Regions from separate parts of the Gossypium hirsutum genome. Here region 2 is linked to region 1. Evidence: chromatin contacts called from public Hi-C data. All regions are on one chromosome and are shown on one strand. Each heading gives the region's core, a stretch centred on a gene start, on an enhancer-like site or on the middle of the called end of the contact. The rest is flanking DNA. Distances are from core to core; before and after follow the strand shown.

Region 1 (4,276 bases), core at 148-2,647:
TCTTCAGCCCACCAATCGACAATTGATCTCGAGTTAGTGGTTGTCAAAGAAATGGTACTATCATTGCCACTATCAGACCTGCTAGACATATAAAACTGGCTCTCTTTGCAAGCTAAATACGCGATTGCGTCAATGCACCGGCTCACTAATTTAACTTCCTCTGCAATAGGGAGGAGGCTTTCAGACATATGTAACACAGAAACTGCTCCTGCTAGACTCTTAAGTGCCACTTCATTCAAGTAGGCTTCAGTTCTTCCCACAAGATTTCCGACTGCATAGTCCTCAGTCATCTCGAGATACTCGGCCGCACATCTTAGCATGGCAATGTTTTCGCTGCTTATCTCGAAATTTATCCCATAACAGAATTTAGCTGCTAGTTCAAATGAATCTGCTCCACCTGGAACATTGGGGATTTCTATGATTGAATGATCAGCATCATTGGATTCCGATACAACTTTTCTTACGTATCCAGACTTAGATATTAATGGAAACTGCAATTCAAGTAGGAAATAAGTTCAAAAAGTGCACGGTTCTGCCATATATACAACAAAATATAGATGCCAACTTGTCTATAAATGGTACTAAATAAATACAAACATCAACTGTGTCCAATTAAGCGACCATGGTTACAACACTACGGCTGCTTGTCATTCTGATAAATGGAAATACATGAATTAAAGTGTTTGATTTCTACCTTATGCAGTGAGAAAGAAACTCCTCCAACTTGGACAGTGACATCACTGGGAATCTCCTGAGAGAAAATCCTGGAAAAAACAACAAAGAGATCAGGTTATCAACTTCAGCAGCCACTTCATCAAAAATGATCCCTGTTACTGAAAGAAAAGGGGATAATACTGATACCACTCGCTGGTTCTCTTCATGGCTGTGGAAAGAAGCTCCTTTTTAGATGACATGTTAAAACTAGTAGGTGCAATCTCCTCCTTAACAAAATCCACCATGGAACACACTCAACTGATTTTACCATGATCTTATCTCTATCTCCATCAAGCCATAGATAATGAGAACCTTGGCAGTTGGCACAGAGAAATTCGGACACGATGCTTATAACTTTACAAGGTTGTAAGGAAGCAACAAAAACATGTCATTTCCTTCAATGTTTTGTCTCTTCTTCTTTTGCCTTGAATGTTTAAATGAGAAGCAGAAGCAGGAGCTATCATCTCTCTAAATCTCTAATGAAACTGCATTATCTAACTTCAGCCTTACAAAAAAAGCCATCAGAAATGGGGAATTCCCAAAACTAGGCCTCACAAGGAAACTAGAGGGCAGGGTGTACGGTGGACAAGGTTTAAAATGAGTGGCAATTTTGGTAATAGTGGAATGAAATGAGGTGAGTGTATAAGAAGATAGATGAAGATTAACAGCGTGTGGTGTGGGTTATAGAGATGAGATGGCTCCAACTTCCTTGGCGGCTAAAGGTCGAAAGCTTGTAAGTGGGAAATATTCCCATCCACAAATGTTCCCATCTATCTCTGATAAAATTTTATGTTTTAGTTTTTACAGGATATTTAAAAGATTTAATGTTCTAACTATTTTTAAATATGTTACTCTTATATTGTTTTACAGTGTAATAATGGAGAAAACATTTTTGACTACTTTTGTAGTCATCATATTAACATTCCAAGTCTAGCCCTTGTGTAATTGGTGATGTGAGCGACAACTTGTTCGCCACTGTAACTAGTCTCCAATCAGCAACAGTAGGAAAATGGAAGGAAATTGTTTGAAAAAGTTTTCCACATTAACAGGCCTAAACTAAAATTGCATCTCTCTTATCCATCCATGGGTGATGTTGAGATGACACATGTCGATGGGTTTCTATTCTGAAAAATGATAGAAGAGATCAGTTTGTCCCTACATTTTGAAGGCAGCAGATAACTGGGTGTCTATTTGCTAAAGTTGGGTAGAAATTCTCAGAAACTAATGAAAAGCATGATCATCTGTTTTACGCAATTTAAATTAAGGGTCCCCTTCATAACGTTGATAGTTGATTTGGTCGCCAATCCATGGTAAGATTTGATATGAAGTAGTGGGATTATAATTCATATCCATTTCACAGCTATTCCCGGCCCCATCCTTTGGATTTTCTGGTTATACCAACATTAAAAGGATTTTCGTATTTAGTTGCAGGCAATTGTCCCATTTTCTCAACTATTATGTTATTCTATCAAATTTTGACTCTTGGTGCAATCAAGTTAAAAGGACTAATGCTAATGGGCACCATAGCTACTGGAAACTTTTACACATTAAAAACGGGGTAATTTAACCATGAAATGCAAAAGCTTAAGTTATTAAATGCCTTCTTTTAATAATTCCCGGCTATTTCATCAAATATGCAGCTCAATTCTTGAAATTTATTTATTTTCTCCTTATACTTTAACACACTAAGCTACTCTTCACCTTGTTCACATCAACATTATTTTCTTCCTAAGAAAACGTACGTTTTTTTTATTTTTTTATTTAAGGGTTATGTAAATATTATGAATAGTTCTAGACATTTTAATATTTTTGACTCAATTCATAATACTATTTAAATTTGTCATTAATCGGACAACGTGACAATTATAAAAAAAAGACTTAAATCATAAAATGGTACCTAAATTGTACTTTTTTTTCTCAAGTTGCTATTTATTTATTTATTTATTTATTTGGTAACATAGTATAGTTTAATACCACTTGTAACCAAAATTAATTTAAGTACCAACTTGAGAAAATAGGTATAGTTTAGATAACATTTTGTGATTTAAGCCTAAAATAAAGTAATTTTAAGCTCTAGCATTTAAGATTTTTATTAATTTGATTATTACTCTTCAAAACTGCATATAAAAATTTAAAAAAAAATAATTTTTTTCATATTTTCAATAAAGATCCTAAAAAGTTGAAATTGTAAAAATTTTCCAAAAAATTTTTAACCTTTAGATATCAATGTGAAATCTTGCATCATAATCCATATATACTTTATTGTTGACATGGCACTATTTTATTTTGTACAATGTATTAGAAAATATTTTAAAAATTAAAAAATTCAAAAAAACAAATACATAAAAATTTTAAAAAATAATTTTTTTTTCTTATTTTCAAAAAAAATCATTAAAAATATGAAAAATGCTATAAAGCCATTTGAAATTCAAAAATGAAAACATAAAATTAGTTTTAAAATTAAAATTTTTAAAAAAAAAACTTGAAAAGTAGAAGAGTGGTGGCATGTGCCTAAGGAATTTGATGTTGGAATTTTCACCTTTATTATTAAATTTTCGTAAAATTCAAATATGTAGGGTAATTTGAATAACTTTATATATATAGTATTTAAATTTAAGGTAAATTGTATTATTAGTTATTAAACTATAGTTAAGTTTTAGTTTTTGTCATTTAATTAAAAAAGTTATAATTTGGCTACTAACATTTTCGATTTTTTTTTGCCACTTAACTGTTAAGTGACACTTTTTAACTTGGTATGATAACAATTTTAGTCCTTAACTTTTTTATTTTCTATCAACTAGACCATGATTCTATATAGAATTATAAAAAAAAAAATTCATATTATTTTAAAAACAAAAGTTCTATATAAAAATCCTAGAAAAATAAAATCTCAAATATGTTGTTTTTAAATACTAATATGTATGGGAAATAAAAAAATCATTCTATAGAATCGAAAAACAAATTAAAAACAAAATAAAAAAAAGTTAGATCATTACATACTTCCTTAGTTTTTCTCGAAATCAAATTAGCAATATCTTCAAGATGAGTTCCATGCTCTTAAAGAACATCCAGAATTAGAATTACAAAGGCATGGGAAATTGCCTCTAATGACATTCTTTTACCCAAAAAAATATATAATGTATCACAAAATTTTCTTTTTCAAACTCAAATCGATTCATTTTATTTAGTTTATTTTTCAAAACCCAATTTGTAAAAATGAATTATATCATGAATTTTTTTCTTTTCTTATATCGAAAAGACTATGTCAAGAAACAAAGGAGATAAAAAACAAAGAATCAATAATTTTGCTTAATGTTTCAAGGAATGGGTATTAGATATTTTTATATAAATAATACAGAAAGAAAATTTGTAGGGTTTAAAAACAATTTCCCCTCATTTTCTCCAACTTTATTTACTTTTGCATAAATTTTTAAATTTTTAAATTTTTTTAATATTTTAAATCAATTTTTATCATTTTATATCTAATTAGTCAAATTGGCCAAAAGTATAAAAATGGAGGATTAAAATTTTTATTATCCCAACTACAAAGTGTCATTTTTAC
Region 2 (3,866 bases), core at 478-2,977, 190 kb after region 1:
TTTTAATTTTGTATTTTAATTCATTTTACCCCTAAATGACCAAAATGCTCTTTTTACTAAACTTTCCAAAAATTCCATCCATGTTCAATTTTTTGTCCATAAACTTAGAAATTGGTCAATTTTCTATTTAAGACCTCCTAATTAATATTTCAAAGCAATTTCATACTAGAAACTTCTAGAATACAAGTTTTGCAACTTATTGAATTTAGTCCCTAACTTCAAATTAAGCACTTTATGCATAGAATTTCTTCACAAAATTTTCACACAATCATGCAATCATATCATAGACCTCAAAATAATCATAAAATAATTATTTATATCTCGGATTTGTGGTCACGAAATCACTATTCTGATTAGGCCCTAATTCGGGATATTACAAAACCTTACAATTTAATTCTCAATGTGGGAAGCTCGGCTACTATCTTCAAAATTATGATAGCAAGCCCTTGAAATTGTGACACCTACTTGGGATATTTTATAAAACTTTTCTTTGTGGTCCTTAATCGACTCCTAGATGGTATTAAGCTTTTTTAAGCTTGTATTTGACTCAGAAATGATTATTTATTGTGTTTGATACGTGTAATACTTGTATATGAATGTTTAACGATGGAATTAGTATATAGTTTATCATAGTTGCTCCGACAATGAATATGACACCCTGTAGCTCAGACCTGGTGATCAGACTGGGTATGGGGTGTTACAAATGTGCTTAGCATACTCAAGATTTGCAACGTTATCACTAGAAGATGAAACAAGAACTTTCGATGGAACAACAACTGACCAATCAAGAAATCTTTCCAAGCCATGACTTTTAATAGTATGAAGCACTTGTTGCTTCCCAAGTAAAAAGTTCTTTCATTCAAGCAAACATTCACATGTTTGTTAGAAAATACCTAACTAATCTTGCTCGCAGGAATAACATGATCAGAACTTGATACCTTTGTAAGTCGAATCTCAATATCACTTACCACGATCGAACCACAAGCCTGCATCAAACATCGGAACTGGCAGAAATACAATACAAGAATAACGAACAAACAAACAACAAATAAGAACAAAGTATAAGAGAATCAAACTTCTTTATTGATGAATCACCTAAGCTTCACAATAAGCCAACTTAAAAAGTTATAGTCTCCTTCACATATCACAACTATATACGTAACTAACTTAACTAACCAAGTCAGTTAGCAACAGACTTAACAGATAATTGTCAGTTGTTGCTTGCCAACCATCACCTTTTCTACACTTGATTCATATGCTTTTAATAGAAAGGGGTCAATCTATACTGAAGTAAAACTGAAGTAGTTTTATACACTTTATAATTTTTTGTACGATTAATATTTTAACAATTTGATCGTCATATTTTATATTCAATTTATGTTGATCATACATGCTAAGTTTTGGTTAAATTAAAAATGTCTAATTATTACTTTCAAATATAAAATATATAATTATTTATTTTATGTAAAAAAATTTCAACAATTAAATATATATTAATAAATATAATATTTTATATAGGTACGATAGAAATATTGAATCGATTCAAAAATTTACATGTATAATAAATATAATTGTATATTTATATTTTGTAAATCTAATAATTAAATTATTAAAATATTAATAGTAAAAAAAATTAAAAAAATCTTGGCTAAAAGTATCTGTCTTTCTTTTTTTCTTTTTTAATTAATAAGGTTCATTTAATTACTTCTCCGATAGTTAGGAAAAGAGCATTGAACATTTTTTTTTTCCAAAATTACCAATTTAATGGACGACATCGTAAAAGTAAAACAATTCTTTTACAAGAAAAAGAAAAAAAAATATCTCCCTTGCCGGAGATAGTGTACTGCAAAATAAGACACGCTTCTTCTCCTTATCCAAACCCTCCTCCATAAAACCCCTGCAAACAAACCCCATTCTTCAATGGCAACCTAACCCAAAATCTCCATTTCCCGTAATTAAAAGAAATGCTTCAATCTTTTAATTCAACGAATTCTTCAATGGAACTCTCATCATCTCTTACACCCTTCTCGAAAAAGCTCTCCGATATCTCATTCTCTTCATCCCTCTCCCCCTTCCCACTTCAACTCTACCCACAAACATCAAAACCCAAAAACCTCCGCGTCCTCGCTGTTGCTGTCGGCCCATCGCAAGAGCTTCCCAGAAACAGCCCGCAAAGACTCCTAAAAGAGCTTGCCCATCGTAAAAAAGCCACAGCTCCAAGGAAAAAAGTACCTCCAAAAAGGTTCATACTGAAGCCTCCCCTCGATGACAAAAAACTGACAGAAAGATTCCTAAACAGCCCACAATTATCCTTAAAACAGTTCCCTTTGTTAAGTTCTTGCCTGCCTTCTTCAAAGCTTAACACTGCTGACAATACTTGGATAGACGAGTATTTGCTTGAAGCTAAGCAAGCTTTGGGGTATCCTTTGGAGAAATCTGATGAATTGGGAGATGATAATCCGGCGAAACAGTTTGATACTCTGTTGTATTTGGCGTTTCAGCATCCTTCTTGTGATAGGACTAATGCTAGGCACGTTAGGTCGGCTCATTCCAGGCTTTGGTTTTTGGGGCAATATGTACTGGAGTTGGCTCTGGCGGAGTTTTTCTTGCAGAGGTATCCGAGGGAATCGCCGGGGCCAATGAGGGAAAGAGTGTTTGGTTTGATTGGGAAGAGGAATTTGCCTAACTGGATTAAAGCTGCTAGCTTGCAGAATCTAATCTTTCCTTATGATGATATGGATAAATTGATTAGGAAAGACCGGGAACCTCCTGTGAAGTGAGTTTTTCTTCTGTTTATCATTTGACGAATAATTTGCTTAGTAGATCTTGACGTGTATAATTCATAAATTTCTGAATTGCTATATATTTGTTTGAACTTGAGGGTACGTGGGGGCAGGTGTTGAATTTTCATTTTGGGAATTGGTGCACCTAGCTTTAGTCTCACATACCATGGCATAGAAATAAAACCATTGCATTCCTCTTGCCTTTAGCTATGATGTTTTGACCGCTTTTACTTGCCCATGGTTGTTGCCTTCTAAGTATCATTACTTGTAGAATTTTTGTTTCTTGAATCCATGCTAGGTTAACTTTGGACTTAATCCTGTGCATTTTAGCTGTGTTGCTCCAACTCTTTCTTTTTTCAAGTACCCGTGTTCGACACTGGTGTCTGGCGTATATCAGGACACGGTTTTGGTGATGAGTCCCTCCAAGACTCTCCAAATACATGGAAAAGCTTAAAAAGAAAGGAACATACCCATGTCAAACTCAAAATTGTATATGGCTCACACTTAAGTCCAAGTAATATAGCCTTTTTAGTTTTTAGGCTGCGCTTTCAGCAAGCCAGGCATCAATATGCACTAGGCACATTCTTCTGTTGTTCTTATGGCTGCATACCAGTTTTGCATGGCAACATGATTTGGAACTGATAGCATGTGACGAAATAAGGCTATCCATATTTGTTAAGAAAATGATATTTTCACGGTTGGACTTAGAATTTAGCTGCTTAGTGGTTGCAGCTGCACTGCTCAAACATATATCTGAATGTTACATGGTTCAAACCCTAACTTGCTCAAACATACTACGTCTTAGTAAATGCTGCATTATGTTTCTTTTGTGGTCTAGATAAAATAAAAACAGAGTCAAATCGGAGGCATATGATAGGATTACTGTGCTATTAAGGTGACTGCAGTAGGATGGAGTTGCCATCATTATTATGCATAATCTTTGTTATCTGCTAGTGATGGAGCTACCAAGTTTACTTGTATTTATTGACACCCTGCTTTACTCTTTAAAATCTTTACTTTGTGAGGTTGAGAAAGGGGTTTTGCATATTAAGCAATTTATTTGCTATTATCTTTTTGTCAGTA

Evidence for each region. A called contact is a pair of places that touch in the nucleus more often than the background predicts.
Region 2: a contact with region 1 is called in a Hi-C map of leaf, with 2.4 times the contacts expected there. The contact joins the promoter of LOC107925611 here to the promoter of LOC107934374 in region 1. A contact is called at or near these places in 10 of 34 Hi-C or Micro-C datasets (callus, hypocotyl, leaf and 1 more).

Annotation. Positions count from the first base shown.
Region 1 is chrA12:29,188,382-29,192,657 of Gossypium_hirsutum_v2.1, forward strand. It overlaps LOC107934374 (BTB/POZ domain-containing protein SR1IP1), which reads right to left and starts at 1,398. Exons shown (of 5, transcript XM_016866800.2): 1 at 862-1,398; 2 at 695-764; 3 at 1-491. The coding sequence starts at 959.
Region 2 is chrA12:29,382,977-29,386,842 of Gossypium_hirsutum_v2.1, forward strand. It overlaps LOC107925611 (ribonuclease III domain-containing protein RNC1, chloroplastic), which reads left to right and starts at 1,728. Exons shown (of 5, transcript XM_041084274.1): 1 at 1,728-2,776. The coding sequence starts at 1,965.